Regions from separate parts of the Rattus norvegicus genome. Here region 1 is linked to region 2. A link is a contact called in public Hi-C data. All regions are on one chromosome and are shown on one strand. The core of a region is the stretch at or near the end of the contact, and the rest is flanking DNA. Distances in the headings are between cores, read along the strand shown.

Region 1 (5,872 bases), core at 2,958-5,457, 260 kb after region 2:
AAATAAGTAAATCTTAAAAATCAAAAACACAGCCACCAGTTAATTTTAAGTCAAAGCCCTCTTTTTACAATCTTGAATTTTAGAAACTCATTTTTCTCTCCAGAACACATTTCTCAGAAGTTCCTAATTTCACATTTTATAAGACAATGTTTAATACTGTAAAATCAATAAAGTACTTTCCTTCTTTTATAGTTAATGCAAACTTTATTTATAAAAGACTCTTAAATTACTTGTCTCGTGCCATGCATTCACACAGAATACAGTGTCCCTTCAGGGCTACAGAAGAAGAGCTCACAACTCAAAAGGAACTATTAAAAGAGTTCCTAGTGGCTGAAAGCTAGGAAAAAATTAGGACAATTTTACAAATGAGCCATTAAACAAAACAAAAAAGATATGGAAAAATACGGCACACTTCACAAATGTGCACGTCACCCTTGAGCAGGGGGCATGCTAATCTTGTCTGTACTGCTCCCCTTTTAGTACACGTGCTGCAGAAGCGAGCACAATTGCGTACTTTCAACTCCACAAAGAAAGTCTAAGAATGAAATGTTCTTTGTTAAGAATAACCCCACCATCAGACTGTTCAGATCAAGTAATGTTTTCTCCTTAAAATTTAGACACTGGGTGTGATGGTTAATATTGGTGTCAACCTGACTGGATCTGAAATCAACTAAAGGAAGGCACTGGACACTCCTGTGAGGAATTTTCTTGATCACACTAATGGGGGCGGCACATACTCTGATTATTTGGACACAGAACTTTTAAAAGAGGCAATCAAGGTTATAAGAGGTTAGGAATGAGGTCCTACTAATGCAATCTAACTGGTATCCTTTTAAGAACAGGGTGTCCCTAGCTAGCTATATACACAGTGACAGACCTTCAAGAGCCACAGAGGCCCTAGAAGGAAATTTGCCAACATTCGATTTTAGAATTCCAGCCTTCAAAGTTGTCAAGTTTTTAGAAGTCACCTACACTAGTATTTTGTTGTGGTGGCCTTAACTGATGACTCATTCTTGTTTTGCATACAAGTAAACATGTTTATGTATGTGTACATATATGTAAGGACATAATTTTACCATGTATTTATAAAGAACACACAGAAGCTATGGCACAGATGACAGACATCAAATATGAGGGGACTCAAAACACAATTCATAGACAAATCTTGGAAAAAGGGTAGTTTGAAGATACATGCTATCTAAAGAAGAGATAAGCCACAATAAAAGTGTCAAAAGCACGCACTGAAATCATTGGGCTGATTCCACTGGGATGAAGCAGAGCCAGGAACTCCAAAAGCTGCTTCTCCATAGAGCAACAAGCCAGCCTGCTGACAAGAGGCCAACTTGACCTCCTCCATGTCCATTCCAATTCAGAACACGCTGAGTGCTGTATATTCCTGCGTATTCCAGTAAAACACTGGATCTCTGCAAATGCTTCAAGTGCTGTGGTATTTATTGTTTTAACCTTATTTCCCTTTCCCAAATTGACAGAAGCCCAGGAAACTGCCAGCTTTGTAACTAGGAAAAATCTGAGTGCCTGTAGCCTAGCAACCTCCATAGGGCAGAGCAGAATTAGAGCTTTCTAGCCTCACCCCCGGAGAATTGCTGGTATTTAGCCCACATGGCATGTTTCTGGAACTGCTCTCTGACCTAAGAGAATACTTGTACAATCAGTTCTACTCTAGCAATCAATGGCAACTGTTTAATGCTGCAGCTGCTTGATACAGTAATACCAGCTGGGACTAACAAGGCCACCAAAAAACCCTACAAGAGGGTCAGGGATGTAGTCAGTGGCAGAAATCTGTACAGCACTTTCGAGGTTCTGAATTCTATCCTGGCGTCACACACACAAAACAAAATGAACATTAAAAGAAAAAAATTGGGGAATAAGATGCTTGACGGTTGCTGTGTTTTCAAAGCTCTGGTGTATTTACTACTGAGAATCTACAAAGTCATAAGATTGTGCCATAAATGATCAGGCAAGGCGCTGTGACCCAGATAGGACTCCCCTTCTGTCTCGTGGGGCCCTCCTTGCCCACCATTTGTTAGCCAAATCTGAACTACTTTTCTACTGTGGTGGTATAGAAACTTTGATCCTTCCCTTGAGGGCAGACTAGGAGATACCCCTAGTATGTTTTTTTCCCTAAAGATACCACTGGGAGAACACAAGGTCAGGTCCCAGGCATAAAGTGGCTAGAGGTCTAACAAGAGCCATAGGGTGTTTGCCAGTAGCAAGATTCCTTTGAGGAAGCCAGTGGAGGATCAGTGAGCTCAGTGACAGGCCACTCCTCCAGTACAGAAGTATCCTGTGGACAGCATCATGCACACACCTGCATCTAGCTTCCTGTAGCTTTGTTAGGATCCGTAAGTTAGCTAGAGGATCTCAAAATACTACTTTTCCAAAATTTAAATATTTGTAAAAGTGGACTCTAATAAGCACCAAATTTAAGAAACAGTATAGGCAATATTCTAGGATAACAAACACTGGTATCTTAGTAAGGTACGGGTTCTGAGCAGTGTTGTGAACAGTCTACTATCCTCTAGTAGAACGCACTCACTTTGCTGTCTTCTTCTCATTTACTCATGTCAGATGATTTCCTAATTTTCTTCTATCTTCTGTGGCCCGCTGACTACCCATGAGTGTGTGAATTTCCATGTGTTTGTGACTTCCTCCAATGTCCACACTGACGTCTAGTTGCTGTGATGTTATAGGAGAACACAGTGCGCGTTTATCCTTTCTACTTTACTGTAGCTTGATTCACAGTGCAGCATCTGTCCTGTCCAGGAGAGTGTTCCATGTGTGCTCAAGAAGAAATGTAGATGGACACTGCTTTCGGGGCTGGGTTTTCTCTTCCTCCCAGTGTCTAATTAGTTTCCAGCACAACTGAAGAGAGTGGTGAAGCCATCAGCCAGTGTGGTTTAACTGTCTACAGCTCCCTGTCTGTTTCCGTATTTGAGGACTTCAATCCTAGCACTCAGGAGGCTGAGGCAAGAGGATCGCTGTGAGTTTGCAGCCAGTCCAGTCTACACAGAAAAACCCTGTCTCAAAATTTAAGAGAGAGATGAGACAAGACACTGGGCCCAGCCGAGAAGAGTGTGTTCTGTTCTTCCACGGCTCTGGAAAATGTACACACATAGATGGTGAATCAGTCCCACCCTAGACCTCCTGCTTTTTCCTAGTGCTGGCCTTCAAGGTCAAGCGATCCCAAGTGCCTTTTCCTGGTCCTCAGCCCCCACCCAGCTCTGACTTTCTCTAACTTTGTTTCTTTCCTTATTATCCATATTGTGCACAGCTGCCACGTGATGTGTACAACTCTACCACAGCCCTTAGTCGTTTTCTTAGCAGTTCTTTTTTACATTTTAATTTAACCCGCCCACTACTGGAATTTAGCGGTTACTGAATTTCCATTAAAAGACCTCACTGGGGGCTGGAAAGATGGCTCAGTGGTTAAGAACTGCAGTGCTGGTCAGGCAACGGACTGCAGTTTGATTCTTAGTATCCATGTCAAACAGTTCATAATTGCCTGTAACTCCAGCTCTGTGGGAAGCAATGCCCTCTTCTAGCCTCCAAGGGGCCCCCACACGTGTGAGCATGCCCACATACACGTAAACAAAACCTCTTAAGGAGATTAAGGAATCTCCAACATGGAGATTTGCTTGCTAAAGGCCCTGCTGTGAGCGTCGTCAACACATTCCAGCTCTGGGTTCACAGCTTAAAAATCAGCACTTTCCTTCTTTGCTATTAAATACAAATACACAACAGAAAATGGGCAAGAAGTCCCATGAAAGACTCGAATACAAGATACAGACAACAAGTGGTTTAAAGAGAAGGGAAATTATTTTTTTTAAGAAAAAGTATCAATACCCTTTTTACACTACCTCTATGTATCAAAAGCAGGATGCTAGGAAAGAATATGTAGAGACGTTATGAAATGACTAACATGAAATTTTCTTTTTTAAAAGATAAAGCAGAAGAGGTTCTTGCAGGAAGCAGAACAGAAAAATAAAGGACTGAAGTACAGGAACACCTGAAGTACAGGAACACCTGAAGTACAGGAACACCTGAAGTACAGGAACACCTGAAGTACAGGAACGGGAAGACATGACACTAATGCTCACCGTGGCGGGGGCGGGGACGGCTCAGTGCTTAGGGCACTTGCTGCCCTTGCAGACAACCCCGATCCCTCCCAGCGGCCACTCAGTGGCTCACAACCATCTAACGCAAGTCACGGGCATCCAGTGCCCTCTTCTGGACACCAGACACAAACACAGTATATGTATAAATATGTGCCACAAAATTTCATATATACAAAATAGAAATAAAATGTTGAATTCTAACAAAGAGGAGCAAAAAATGACTACCAAAAACATTTCTAAAAATCTTTCACAATGAAAAAAAGAGAAAATCTTGAAGATTCTTTAAAGAATCAGTAAAAATGTCTGAGAACAGACCCACAACAGGTAGGTTATTATATGTAAACATAAGTATACATTATATAAAATATATATTATATTGTATAAAGCTGAAAACTGAGATCAGGAGATGACTCTAAGTTTTTGTAGAGGGCAAAAACATGCTTGTGCATGCAGATAAGCACTGGAGAGGCCAGGAAGTTAAACTTGCAGGCATCCTTCAAAAAAAGACACGTTTAACCTGACTCCCACCTGGAATGGTGGGAGTGGATGAAGTTCTACAACCTGGTGATCCTTTGTTGTCTGATGGGTCAGGCTCTGCCTGTGTCTCCCAGAATTTATGTCTTACTTATTCCAGACCCCTTTCCTCTACAACCTTGAGTACTTCTAGGCCATAAGACTCATCCTTGTAAGAGAGCCTGTGTGATGTCTAAACCCTGACTCATACAGGGATTATAATTGCCTTAGTGATTCTCCCTAGCCCAGTGATTCTCCCTAGACCACTGACTCTCCCTAGACCACTGACTCTCCCTAGACCACTGATTCTCCCTAGACCAGTGGTTCTTAACCTGTGGGTCTCATCAAGCCCTTTAAGGGCTGAATAATCCTTTCACAGGGGTTGCTGAAGAGCATTGGAAAACATAGACATTTACATTAGGATTCATAACTAGCAAAATTACAGTTATGAAGTAGCAATGAAAATAATTTTATGGTTGGGAGTACCATAACACGAAGAACTGTAAAAGGGTCAGCATTAGGAGAGTTGAAAAGCAATGCTCTAGATCCGTATCTTTTTTTTTTTTTGGTTCTTTTTTTCGGAGCTGGGGACCGAACCCAGGGCCTTGCGCTTCCTAGGTAAGCGCTCTACCACTGAGCTAAATCCCCAGCCCCTCTAGATCCGTATCTTAAGCATTGTTTCTAAGTCAACAAGAACTCCTCTTATAGATGAAGCCATTTGTACTGGGTAAAGAGAATCAAGGTAAACATATCTTAAGCCTTGTTTTACTCACCAGGCTCAGTTAATTGCTATCTGAAAAATTTTCAGCAAAATTGTGCTATGTTTAAATATGGCAAAAATGTATGAGCTGAGGTGAGACTCTCAAAGTCTTAACCCAGCACCAGTAATTTAAATTGGGCTGATCCCAACTTCACTCCTACATCACCCTGATTGTTTTCCCTGCCATTTGTAAAGTCTCTTAGGGACCATCACTGAAGTTTTCAGAGTAAAGCAGGACATAAACATAGTGATTTACCAAGGGCAACACTAGAAACCAGGAAGTCACTGGGGCAAAGGAAAACCCTACAGAGAAATTATTTCCAACAAGAACTCCACGCCCAGTTAGATTATCAACGAAGCCTGAGACAACATGAAGATGCTTTAAAATGTGCATTTATAAAATACCACCAAGATAAGCTTTCTCTAGACATTCCTTTTGAATTAATAGCACAGAGTGAGGTAA
Region 2 (6,203 bases), core at 3,547-6,046:
GAGTAGAGAAGTAGAGGCCAGCCATGAGCACATGGAGAGATGGCGGGGAGGGATGGCGAGAGAGGGGGATGGGGAGAGAGGACAGAGCAAGGGCAAGAAGAGCGAGGAGCGGGCAAGCTGCCCCCCTTTATAGTGAGTCAGGCATACCTGGCTGTTGCCAGGTAACCAGTGGACTGAGCCTAGACAAAATGCTAACATTTCCCCATTCTGATTTAATTAACAAAGAAAGAATTAGAAAGAACTGATGGTGGCGCAGGAACTTGGTCGTTGTGATCTTTAGCTACTTCCTGCTGACTTTGGGGCGACGTTTCTCTAGGGAACCTAGAAGAATGGGTATGGGGATGTCAGTCCAGTCAGGAGAATTGGCTGTTTCCTTGCTGTCCAGGGACTGTGGAACCATCTGTGGCAGATCAGAAGGAACAGGGCCAGTAGAAGCTTCTGTGTCCTTGAGAGAAGATTGGAATATCTGTGGATTGCTTCTCTGGAGTTGTCCTGGATGTAATACGTGCCTGGACTTGACAAGATGCTGAAACACACACACACACACAGACACACACACACACAGGCACACACAAAGACACACACACACATACACACACACACAGGCACACACAGACACACACACACATACACACACAGACACATACACAGACGCACACACACACATACACATACAGGCACACACAGACACACACACAGGTACACACAGACACACACACAGGCACACACAGACACACACACAGGTACACACATACACACACACACAGGCACACACAGACACACAGACACACACACAGACACATACACATAGGCACACACAGACACACACAGACACATAGACACATACACGCACATATATACACACACATATACACACACATACACACAGACACACACAGAGAATAAGGTTAAGTACATTTGGGAGAAAATTTTTTCTTAGACGTACACTTGAAACCCTTAGGTTTTGGTGGTTGGGGTTGAGTCCCAATTCCAGGGCACAGGAGAAGAGTCCCACCCTCTGGAATAGGCAGGAATATCTGATGGGGTCTGTTTGGTCCATGAGAGGTAGATCTGAGTGGGTTAGGTTAAGGAGCTTGGTCTGTTTTCTAGCTGTCAATGTAGTCAGAAATCTTGATTTAGACAAGGTGACTAAACTGGAGACTCTTCAATTTGTCCACAGTGTAGACCAAGCCCAGGCAGGACAATGGTGGTGCTTTTCAGTGATTTTCACACCACAATCCAGGCAGTCTCCTGTAGCTGTGTTCATTATGTTCTGAGATCTTGGGGGGGAGGGAGGTGTCTGTTAGGCTTTGGGAGTCTCTGTCCTAAGCAGTTCTCTGAAGTTTGGGCTAGCAAGTGTTGGCTCTCCCTGGGGTAACAGGGGAGATGTGAACCTGCAGAGTTTCTAAATCCGAGTCACGACGCCAAATTGTTGTGTTTTATAAAAAGATAAGGGGAGAGGAGATATGTTTGGTGGATGAGTAGTCAGGTTGGGGGGAGTAGTGGGGGGGGAGTAGTCAGGTGGAGGGAGAGGGGTGCCTCTGCAGGTCCATGCTGAGGCATACTTTTCCCTTAGGGACCAGCCACAAGACAGTATAGTAGAGAGCAGAGTTTGTTCAGGGCATGGGGAGGGGAAGAGAGAGGGAAGTAGAGACAGAGAAAGGCAGAGAGAGAGAGAGAGAGAGAGAGAGAGAGAGAGAGAGAGAGAGAGAGAAGCCGGCCATGAGCATGTGGAGAGAGAGGGGAGAGGGGAATGAGATTAGAGGGGGAAGGGGCGAGAGGATAAAGTGAGCAAGAAGGCAAGAGAGCAAGAGAACTTATTTATTTTGAGGTGGGAGGAACCATTTTTTTGTTTTTTGTTTTTAATCTTTATTAACTTGAGTATTTCTTATTTACATTTCGATTGTTATTCTCTTTCCCGGTTTCCGGGCCAACATCCCCCTAACCCCTCCGCCTCCCCTCCTATATGGGTGTTCCCCTCCCCATCCTCCACCCATTACCACCCTCCCCCCAACAATCTAGTTCACTGGGGTTCAGTCTTAGCAGGACCAAGGGCTTCCCCTTCCACTGGTGCTCTTACTAGGATATTCATTGCTATCTATGAGGTTGGAGCCCAGGGTCAGTCCATGTATAGTCTTTGGGTAGTGGCTTAGTCCCTGGAAGCTCTGGTTGGTTGCCATTGTTGAGGAACCATTTTAAACCTGGACCAAACTTTCTTCTGGCAGCTGATGTAGAGGACATGGAAAGAGGAACCTTTTGATCTTTGCCTGTTTGTTCTTGCCTTGCTAGTAAGTCCATTCGCTTGCTGACATTAAAGTCTACTTCTTCAGGATTCCAGTGCATACCGAAGACCAGCTGAGACATCAGGCTCCTGGACTGAATGACTACAGGATTCTTAGACTTTCTGTTGGATGTCAGCTGTTGTTAGATTAGCTAGCGCACAGCCACAAGCCATTCTCAGTCCCTTTTTTCTATAGAGAGACTCATTCTATCACTTCTCTTCCTCTAGAGAACCCCGACTAATTCAGTAGCCTACATCAAAGTCACAAATGCAGGTATCCCTTGGCTGGCTATTTTCTGAGTTCTAAAGCCATCTGTGACCAGCAAGGTGTTGGGCTGACTACAGTTCATAGTGTGTCACTCCAGAAGCCTCATCTATGTGACAGCAGCCCTTTGTCCTCAGCTAGACACGCCTTCCTCTGCAAAGTCAAATTTATCAAATGGACTTCATAGCAGGTAATGCCAGTGTTTAAGAAGCTAAGGCAGGAGGATTGTCCTGAAGTTAATGCTAGCCTGAGCTATGTAGTGAGTTCCAAACTAGTCTGAATTACAGAGTGAAACTGTCTCAAAAACAAATCTTTAAGCCAGGCGTGGTGGTGTACAATTTTAATTCCACCACTCAAGGGTGGATTTCTGTGAGTCTGAAGTCAGTCTGGTCTACATAGCAAGTTCCAAGCCAGCTAGAGCTACATAATGAGACTGTGTCTTAAAAAACAAAAACAAAACAAAACTATAGCAAAATAAACAAAAAAAAACCACCAAAACACGAATGTTGTAAACTACAGCGCTGTCATTTTGAAATCTGTGTTGAAGATCAGTCATCTTGGTGTCACACAGAGGAACACAGGAGCAAAGTAAAACCAATTTTAACAAGGCAATTTCTCTTCTTGCAAAAAGGGTGCACTAGAACTCCAACTAGACTAGTGAACTCTCTCACTAAAATGGCTATTTTTTTTTTATTCTTGCCAGGGTTGGTGACTGTCTCATTTCATTGATCGGAGTCAGACATCACAGTCTGCTGTGTCCCCTTAACTGGTACAAAGCGAAAGGAAAAGTTAACTGCCTTTGATAAGAAAGTAACAAAGATACAAAGAAACAAAGAAAAGAAAGGCAGAAAGCTACAAAGAAACAAAGAAAGGTTTCTGACCGCTAGCCGCTCCAAACAAGAATGTCTACAAGAACATTGGCCCTTGCAGACTCCCATGATTTAGAGAGTTATCAGTAACTGTGTCCACCACCCAGGACTGCATCCAAGGCATACAGCTCTGGTCTCTGCCCACCTCTCAATAGCCCCCTGCTCTCCTTCCTCCCTCACCCAACTGCAGGTACAGACCTCTTGCTCTTCAGGCACAGTGAGGCCATCATGACCCCACCTGCTCTGCCTCACGTCCTCTCCGGACGTCTATCCTGTCTACCATGAAGGTCCCTTTCCTGAACAAGAAAAGCCAGAAGCAGGTGAGTATGTTTGTGTCTTTCCATAAAGTCGGAATTTGCTAGTTAACAATAAATTCACAAGGAACAGTGTTTTGAACGGCAGATACTTACACCTGCGTTAGTAAGCTGTCCAGGTGAATGCTTAATTCCTAATGTTAGCTTTCACTGCACACAGCACACAGTAAATACATCTGCTTGCCTTTCTATGTGTTTATGTGGTTTGGAGAATGAATAAAAACTACACACACACACACACACACACACACACACACACACACTCTAGATGCCTACAGTTGAGGACCACTCCCCCCTCCCAAGACAATAGTTCTCCTGCAATGGCAGAGTATGGACTGCAAAATTCAACAGTTTCAGAGGAGGGCTGATAGAAATGTAAATAGAGTCTGTGTTGATAAGACAGCAAATGCAAACAAGCCAGAAGGAAGAAACCGTTCCTTTGGATTCAGGCTGCAGGAGAGGCAGGCTTAACAGTGAAGATGGCGTCAGCTGCAGAGACAGAGGCTATACTTCAGTGGGAACCCCAGGTCTGTGTCCAAATGACCAAGCAGGTAGTTGAGCAGGTGACGATTGTGATTGCAGAAGACAACAAAACCAGCAGGGACCAGACTGAGGTGAGGCCTCAGTGATGGTTTTCTACCCTTCAGTCCCTGACACACAACTGTTATCAGATGACAGGGTTCAGGTGAGAGTTACACTGTCCTCTGGCTGGTGTCTGATAAGGTCACAGGCTTGGTTTCCCTGAGGCGACTTGATCCCAGCCTGTGTGCCCTGCAATCTTAACTCACCCTGATAACTGTAAGGTGGCACCCTCTCTGCTCAGAAGTCATTTATCAGTCTAGGCTGTGTGAGTGGTGCCAGACAACACTGTTCGTGGGTCCACCCTCAAAACGGAGTTAAAGGTTTACTTGTCAAATGGGCAAGGCCCAGCCTGAAAACTCATTTGTTTGAACATAAAATAAAGTGAGTACACAGGGTACTGGGAGGAGGGCCCAGGGTAATCTCCGCAGTACTGACTGTTTGAACCCTTTCTGCTGTGATGAGTAACCTTCCTCTCCGGTCCCCATAGTTAGCATTGTGCCTCTAGTGGCCCTTCCCCTCTCCTGACACACCCTCCTCTCCTGGGAAGACTGAGCTCTCTAGGGGTGGGCAGGAGCAAAGCTACTGAGTCATTAAGGATGGCAAACTTAGCCTCCCCACTGTGGGAAACCTGCACATAAAATCTTCTGCACTCAGCTCATGGAAGGGTTCTAGAAATAGAAGTAGGTGGAGGGTATCTATATATGCCTGTCATTTCTCTCTCTGATTCACAAAGCTACTTTATCACTTTTTCACACCCTCTACCTTTACCAGGTAGACACGTGGTCCCTGTCTGGGGCTTGTGTCAGTCTCTCAATGTATTATACATTTGGGTTAAGGGTTTTTGGTTTTGGGGTTTTTTTTTGGGGGGGGGGGAGGGGTGTTGTTGTCATTGTCATCATCATTTTTAAGTAAAAGATCTTTAAGAACTCTGGCCACAGCAAGGATATGAGCTCAGAGAGTTATAGGCCCTACCACCACAAGACAAAAGTCCCTACTCTTAAATTAAAGGTCTCCAAAGAAAAGTGCAGTGGATATCCTCTACCATGAGAGAGCAGCAGGTTTAGCTAACGGATGCCCTGTGCTACTTAGCATTCATTCATAAAAGGAGTCATGGAAATGCTAGCTAGAAGAGCGGGATAAGTCCATGTATGACCAAACTGCGTTGGACCATGTTTGCCCATGAGGCAGAGTGGGATCCCCTCCTATGGGTCGCAGAAGAGGGGGAGGAGTTTCTGTGCCGTGAAGTTGATGATTCCAGTGAACTGCTTACAGTTAGGCCTTCTCTAAATCCTGGGTGGCAAAGGCAAAAAAAGAGGTCTTACATAGGGGCAGAGGGAAAAATCAGTTAACAATGACTTTGAGGGGTTGGGGATTTAGCTCAGTGGTAGAGCGCTTACCTAGCAACGGCAAGGCCCTGGGTTCTGTCCCCAGCTCCGGAAAAAAAAAAAAGTTTATCTTAAAAAAAAAAAAAAAAAAAAAGATGACTTTGAGGCCTTGCTTAGTGGCACACGGGCATCTCGTTAGAATAGACTCATTCTGCCAGACAGTCCTGTTACACTACCAGGGAGTGTTATCAGCTCGACTATTGCCACAGACCTAGTGAACACCACTCAGTTAGTTGCCATGGATTCTTGGTCCGAGTACTCTCTACTATAAGATGACGAAAGGGCTAATAAATTATACTACCATACCAAGGGGAAGCCTAAGCAACCATGTAGAAGGGGACCAAGACCCATAGTTGACAGCACAAAACTCCCAACTAATAGCCAGAACCATCAGTCATGTGTACCAAGGTTTTGGCTCAAGACCCCACCATTCTGTGCTCTTATATTCTTTCCCTCTCCCCCTGTCCTGGGCACCCCCCTCCCTCTGTGTGTGTGTGTGTGTGTGTG

What was found. A called contact is a pair of places that touch in the nucleus more often than the background predicts.
Region 1: a Hi-C map of Schwann cells shows a contact between it and region 2, with 7 times the contacts expected there. The contact joins two enhancer-like sites. A contact is called at or near these places in 2 of 12 Hi-C or Micro-C datasets (Schwann cells and prefrontal cortex).

What each region holds. Positions count from the first base shown.
Region 1 is chr19:36,639,079-36,644,950 of GRCr8, forward strand. All of the region lies in intron 8 of Lonp2 (lon peptidase 2, peroxisomal), which reads right to left. LOC120098751 (U6 spliceosomal RNA) reads right to left here and starts at 504; the gene lies at 398-504. Within about 2 kb of position 4,208, at least 2 of the 93 cell types and tissues checked have an H3K27ac peak or open chromatin away from gene starts, as enhancers often do. A contact at or near this core is called in Schwann cells, where this site is marked.
Region 2 is chr19:36,378,940-36,385,142 of GRCr8, forward strand. No RefSeq gene overlaps it. Among named protein-coding and RNA genes, the nearest start is that of N4bp1, 14 kb to the right of the region's middle. Within about 2 kb of position 4,797, at least 12 of the 93 cell types and tissues checked have an H3K27ac peak or open chromatin away from gene starts, as enhancers often do. A contact at or near this core is called in Schwann cells, where this site is marked.